Regions from separate parts of the Rattus norvegicus genome. Here region 2 is linked to region 1. The links are chromatin contacts, called in public Hi-C maps. All regions are on one chromosome and are shown on one strand. The core of a region is the stretch at or near the end of the contact, and the rest is flanking DNA. Distances in the headings are between cores, read along the strand shown. Region 1 holds the start of Foxj3 (forkhead box J3). Region 2 overlaps Foxj3 (forkhead box J3).

Region 1 (2,852 bases), core at 352-2,851:
AGCTCCGAAAAAAAGAACCAAAAAAAAAAAAAAAAAAAAACTTTTATTCTACATAGAAGGAAAAGGAAGAATATGCTGACACTTGTATCAAATAAAAAAGGAAAGGCACTATCAGAAATACATTTTAAGGCTACAATGTAGGCAGGTAGGCAGTTACAGTAGTAACACAGCCTGTAATTTCAGTACTTGGGAGGTGAAGGCAAGACAAGAGTTCAAAGTCAGCCCTAACCACAGTGTATTAGAGGTCAACCTGGTCTACATAAGACTGTCTAAAATTAAAATGAAAAAAGGAAAAACTTCAGTGTGAAAAACAAGAGAATACTGGAAATTTTCACATCAAAAAGAGTGACTTCAAAATAGTAATTTTTATTTCACCCAAACAAACTGAAAACCAAAATAAACATTCTTGACCTCATCCACAAACCACCTAATAAAGTCATTGGGAACTCCCAGCAGCACAAAACAGAGCAAGATCTACCTCAATCCAATACAAAACCAAACAGAAAAGAGCTTCAAGTTCATCTTAAACAAAAAACTCAAAAACTAAATAACATCTACATATCCCTTCCTAACATAAACATAGAGATAACTTGGCCCCCCAAAAAATGAGCAGCTATCGTTTTCTCCATAAATACTGTGGTTTAAAAACACTAAAAAGCGTCACTGCTCCTGTAAAGAGAGCAATCTATGGTCTCCAAAGAGGGAAAGATGTAAACAGTTAACCTGGAAGAGATATTAAAGGAAGGTTGGGTGGGAGACCCGTATTTAAAAGTGTTTAAAAAACAAAACAAAACAAAAAAAAAACAGAGCCCAATAGTACCTAGTGCATTTTAGAAACGTGGACTAAAAGAACTTTCAAAACAGCAAGCGGGACTACCTAGTGCCTCTACTAGAGAATAATCTACGTGCATCATGCCCAATGGAGCATGCATGCTTTCTCACTAGGGAACAAAACACAAGGAAGAAATAAAGACAAATGAACAGTGAAAGGCGAAAAGCAGCCCACCAGTTTCGAGCTCCCTGTCACGACTCATTCAGAAATCCAGCAACAACTTGAGCCCTGCATCAACACGGACTAGAAAATACTAGGCCAAAGAGACACAACCAAGTAGAATAGAGAAACCGTACACACCAACACATCAGTAGCAAGCGCTTGTCTCTGGAGGACTGAGTAGTAGAGAAAAGAGCAAGAGCTACTGGAGTTGAAAAGGTGTCAATGAACTAAGGTCTGGTATGTCCCCTACTAGTCTCAATTTCGTAAGAGTACAACTCTTGATTCTTCCATCAAACAACAGTCATCCTCGACAAGACAAACTGACCTTAACATCTTCCACGCTGCCCAGAAGAAATCACAGGGTAGACGGGGGGTAAAGCACGAGGGAAAAACATCTTGACCAACTGCAAAAAATGGACGGGGTGGGAGGGACGGGACACTACCACGTGGGCAGGATGCAACACACGCAGGACAGCAGCAACACGTCCGCATGCGAAGTCTGCCTTTGCCCCAATGCCAGAGAAGGACGCAGGGACAGGATAGGACAGAAGATGGGACCCTCGCCCCAGCCTCCTCACCCCCGCAGGGTACCCGCGGCCCACGAGGCACTGACCCCCGTCCCGGCAGAATAGCGCCCAGAGCGCGCATCGCGCCGGGAACCGGACGAGCCCGGGCCAGGGGCAGGTCACGGAGCGATGAGGGCGCGACTGTCGCGGTCCTCCGCGGCCCCGGCATCCGCACCGCGGGCCCACCTGGGGGAGGGGCGGGCGCGAGCGGCATTGAGCTGAGGGGCAGCGGCAGCTGAGGAGCGGCGCCGCGGGCGAGGGAGGGCCGCGCCACCAGGCCGGCCCAGCCCTGCGCCCACCGCCGGCCACTGGGAGCGTGCGCTGAGGACAGCGAGCGCCGCTCGCCCAGGGCAGCCCCCGCCCGCGTCCCGGGAGATGCCCCAGCCCCGCCTCCCCGCCCGCCGCCCCAGCCCCGACGAGACCCTGGCGACGCGTGCTCACCTCAGGCTGCGCAGGCCCGGACGGCCCGGCCGAGCCCCCGGCCGCTGCGTGCGTCTCTGTTCCCCGCGAAAGGTCCCAACGGCGCCCTCAGCGAGCGGCCCAGGCCGGGAGCGGCGCCGAGAGCGGCGGCGGCGGCGGCGGCGGCGGCGGGAGCAGCCAACATCCGGGGCCGCGCACCCGGAACTACTTCCCGGCCCTCTCCCTCCCACCCCCGCCTCCCGCGACGTCTCAGCGCTCCCGGCCGGGCGTCCTCGGCGCCACGGCCCGCCCCGTCGCTGCAGCGGCAATTTGCGAGGGATCCCTCCGCGGGGACAAGTAGTGCCTCTAGGCTCTCGCGGTTCTGCCTCCGTGCGGCCAGCGGGAACCGGCGGTGGGGGGTGCGGAGAGCCTTGCAGTGCTTGCGCCTCAGGCGTGAGAGCTGCCGAGGCGTCCCTGGCCCCTCTCTCGGGATTCCAACTCCTGAGGAATGCGCCTCGTGACCTCCCAGCCTTCCAGCCTCTTGTCACTGCGCGGCCCCGACAAGCACACAGCGCAGATTTTCCCGGCCGCCACTGGGGCGCTTTGGACCTTGCTTGGGGACACGCGTCCTTCGGAATGTCAAGAACCCGGGTTCGAGGCCCCTCCCTACCCAGGCATGTCATCTTGTCATTACCCCTGCCGCGTCACCCTCTCCATCTCGAGTTAGCTAGCCAGGTCGTGACCTCGTTATCAACAGGTGGAGCGTTTAGTAGGGTTGTTCAGACTTCCGGTAAACTTTGGACTTTCCCTCAGTCTTCAGTGATCCTACCTTTGAACTATTAGCGCTGACAACCTGCCCTGTCCTTATACACTTAATTACCTTGGGAGGTATT
Region 2 (2,700 bases), core at 168-2,667, 80 kb before region 1:
GCCAACGAGCCTAGGCTACTACTTGTCTCAAAAGAGGGGGCAGAGCTGTATAAGGGTCTGAGCTTAGAGCCCCATGACCTGCCTAAACGCCAAGAACTGCGGCATGTGCCTGTAACTCAGGGTGAGGGTCAGGGCAGGAGAGAGAACACAATCAGGAGATGGGAAAAAACATAAAACCATGATGGACACCACACACAAGGAAGACTACCAGACGCCAGCCATTCTAAGTCAAAACTGTAGGCTTCTGGTTCAGTGAGAGACTGTCTCAGAAATAAGGTGGAGAAACTACAGATGAAGAGATGTCGCCCCCTGGCCTGTCCATGTGTAAGACACCCACACATAGCACACAAAACATAAACCAAGCAGAGACGGCTTCAGCTGGCAAAACTGCTTGTGCAAATCTGAATTCAAACCTTAAAAAGAGTCCATAGTAAAAGGACATAAGTGATTCCTTTGAGCTGTACATATGTACCTCAGCATGCACTCATGCCAGCAATCTTCATATACATACCAGACACAAACAGTAATAAACAGAAAATAAATAAATAAAAGGTGGACAGCAACTGGGAATAACATTTGTAACTGTGCTAGGGCCCCAAAATGCAACTGTCCATGCAAACACACAAGGGGCAGGGCAGGGAGACAGACTACACAAAACCTGATTCTTTAAACATGGCCAATATTCCTGCAGAATTCATCTATGTACTGTTTTCCTCTATCAATTGCCCAATTTAGTAGAAAATTTTGTGTCCTTTAAGAACACTACCATTGGGGTAAAGAGATGGCTCAGCGGTTAAGAGCACTGACTGCTCTTTCAGAGGTCCTGAGTTCAATTCCCAGCAACCACATGGTGGCTCACAACCATCTGTAATGGGATCTGATGCTCTCTTCTGGTGTGTCTGAAGACAGCTACAGTGTACTCACATACATAAATACATCTTTAAATATTAAAAAAAAAAACCTCACTACCACTGCAAAAGTCATGTCTTTAAATAAAATGATGCTTCTTACCCTCTTCTCTCTTTTGTTTTTTTTTGGGGGGGGGGGGGCGTGTGAAGGGGCAAAACCTTGTTATGTATTTCTGGCTGGAGTATTTACAATCTAGTCAACAGCTGGCTCACTCTTGGCAACCCTTCCACCTCAAGTTTACCAAGGGCTAGGAAAGCAGGCACACACCAACACACTTGGCAGGAGATACTGTATTGCACTATAAAGAAAAAATGTTCCAGGAAAAACATTCACGATTAATTGGTTCTATGTAAAGAAACCAATCCTTACCTTGGAACTGTGAAAGGTCTACGTCTGACCAGTTAACACTGCTGGCAATTCGACAGCTTTCCTTCAGCATATCGAGTGTTGCATACCAGTCGCTTGAAACACCTAAAAAGCAATGTTGACAATACTATTAACTCTAGGACAGGTTAGGGTTATGGGTGTCAAAAGGCAGGTCACGAATCCCAAGTTCTACCACCCACTGGCAGTGTGATCTTATGCAAACTGCTTCAGCTCTTTGGAGTTATGCTTTTTCTATCTATAAAATGTGCTACGTTTTACTTGATTTGGAATAATAACAATGCATCTGGACTATCTAATACACAATGGTAAAAAAAAAGTTTCATCCCACCTCACACACATGGGATGTCTAATTCACAGGAATGAAACATTATCAGAGCCACTTAATTACTTCTGACTCCCTAGGGATGGCTTTTCTCTATGGTGCCACCAGCAAAGAAGCCTAGCAAAGGTGCACCACCGACTGTTTCAATTCCAACTGGACTTTCTTTGCCCGGGCACCAGACTTTTGTTTCCTCAAACCGCCCAATCTGTCTGTTCATTAACCATTCCCTCAGAACGTGCAAAGAACGGGCTTAAGTTTCTGAAGATTATATTGATATAGATAAGGCATGCTTATCTACGTATGATAAGCTTCTTATAACCATCTGCTTTGTCCCCAAAAGCTTTAATTCTATTTGACAACTTTCTTAAGGCACGTATCTAAAAATAACGTCAAAATGTTTAGAAAATATTCCATTATGGCAGAAAAATTTTGATCCTATTATAGAATCCATTATAATTATTACTAGGAAAACGAAACCAACCATTGAAGCCAAACAAAAAAATTAAAAGTATTTTTCTGATTTTTAAAATACTCATTCAAAAAAAATTTTTTTTGTTTTAGTAAAAAAGTTAAACCAGAGGTTTGAGACCAGCTCAGACCACCTGCTGAGAGACCACCCAAAACAAAACCAACCAAAACCCAAACACAAGTCATTTACTCAAAGCCAGAGCCACACTGGGGATTCGAATGCCGTCCTTTGTGGTATACACAGAACTTGCACTGTATCTTTTACACTCACACAGTGAGTCTGCAAGTCTGAAAACAGATCGAACACTTCATTCATTCATATCACTAGAAGCAGTGCCAGGTCAACACGAGAATTTAACTGAGTCTGCCTATGTTTCCAATGCATTTTAATCAAGGAAATCTTCAGGAGGTCACCCAAGAAGTGAATGAAATATAGTAAGAAAAGATTAGACAAGTAAAAGGGTTTCAGTAGTAAATACTACAGGACGTCCACATAATAAAGGGCAGATCTAAGTCACAGCTATTCCAAGAAAAGCACGAAAAACTTACCAGAATTACAGGATACCTGTTGAGGGGGTGGTGGTGGCTGATGCGCTAACGTCTGGTGCTGATGG

What was found. A called contact is a pair of places that touch in the nucleus more often than the background predicts.
Region 2: a Hi-C map of liver shows a contact between it and region 1, with 2.8 times the contacts expected there. The contact joins the enhancer-like site here to the promoter of Foxj3 in region 1. A contact is called at or near these places in 6 of 12 Hi-C or Micro-C datasets (the A7r5 cell line, Schwann cells, kidney and 2 more) and 1 of 1 datasets of contacts at active chromatin or transcription factors (oligodendrocytes).

Annotation. Positions count from the first base shown.
Region 1 is chr5:138,424,912-138,427,763 of GRCr8, reverse strand. It overlaps Foxj3 (forkhead box J3), which reads right to left and starts at 1,601. Exons shown (of 13, transcript NM_001107971.4): 1 at 1,320-1,601.
Region 2 is chr5:138,504,723-138,507,422 of GRCr8, reverse strand. Foxj3 (forkhead box J3) reads right to left here. Exons shown (of 13, transcript NM_001107971.4): 9 at 2,636-2,700; 10 at 1,279-1,380. Among named protein-coding and RNA genes, the nearest start is that of Guca2a, 16 kb to the left of the region's middle. Within about 2 kb of position 1,417, at least 3 of the 93 cell types and tissues checked have an H3K27ac peak or open chromatin away from gene starts, as enhancers often do. A contact at or near this core is called in liver, where this site is marked.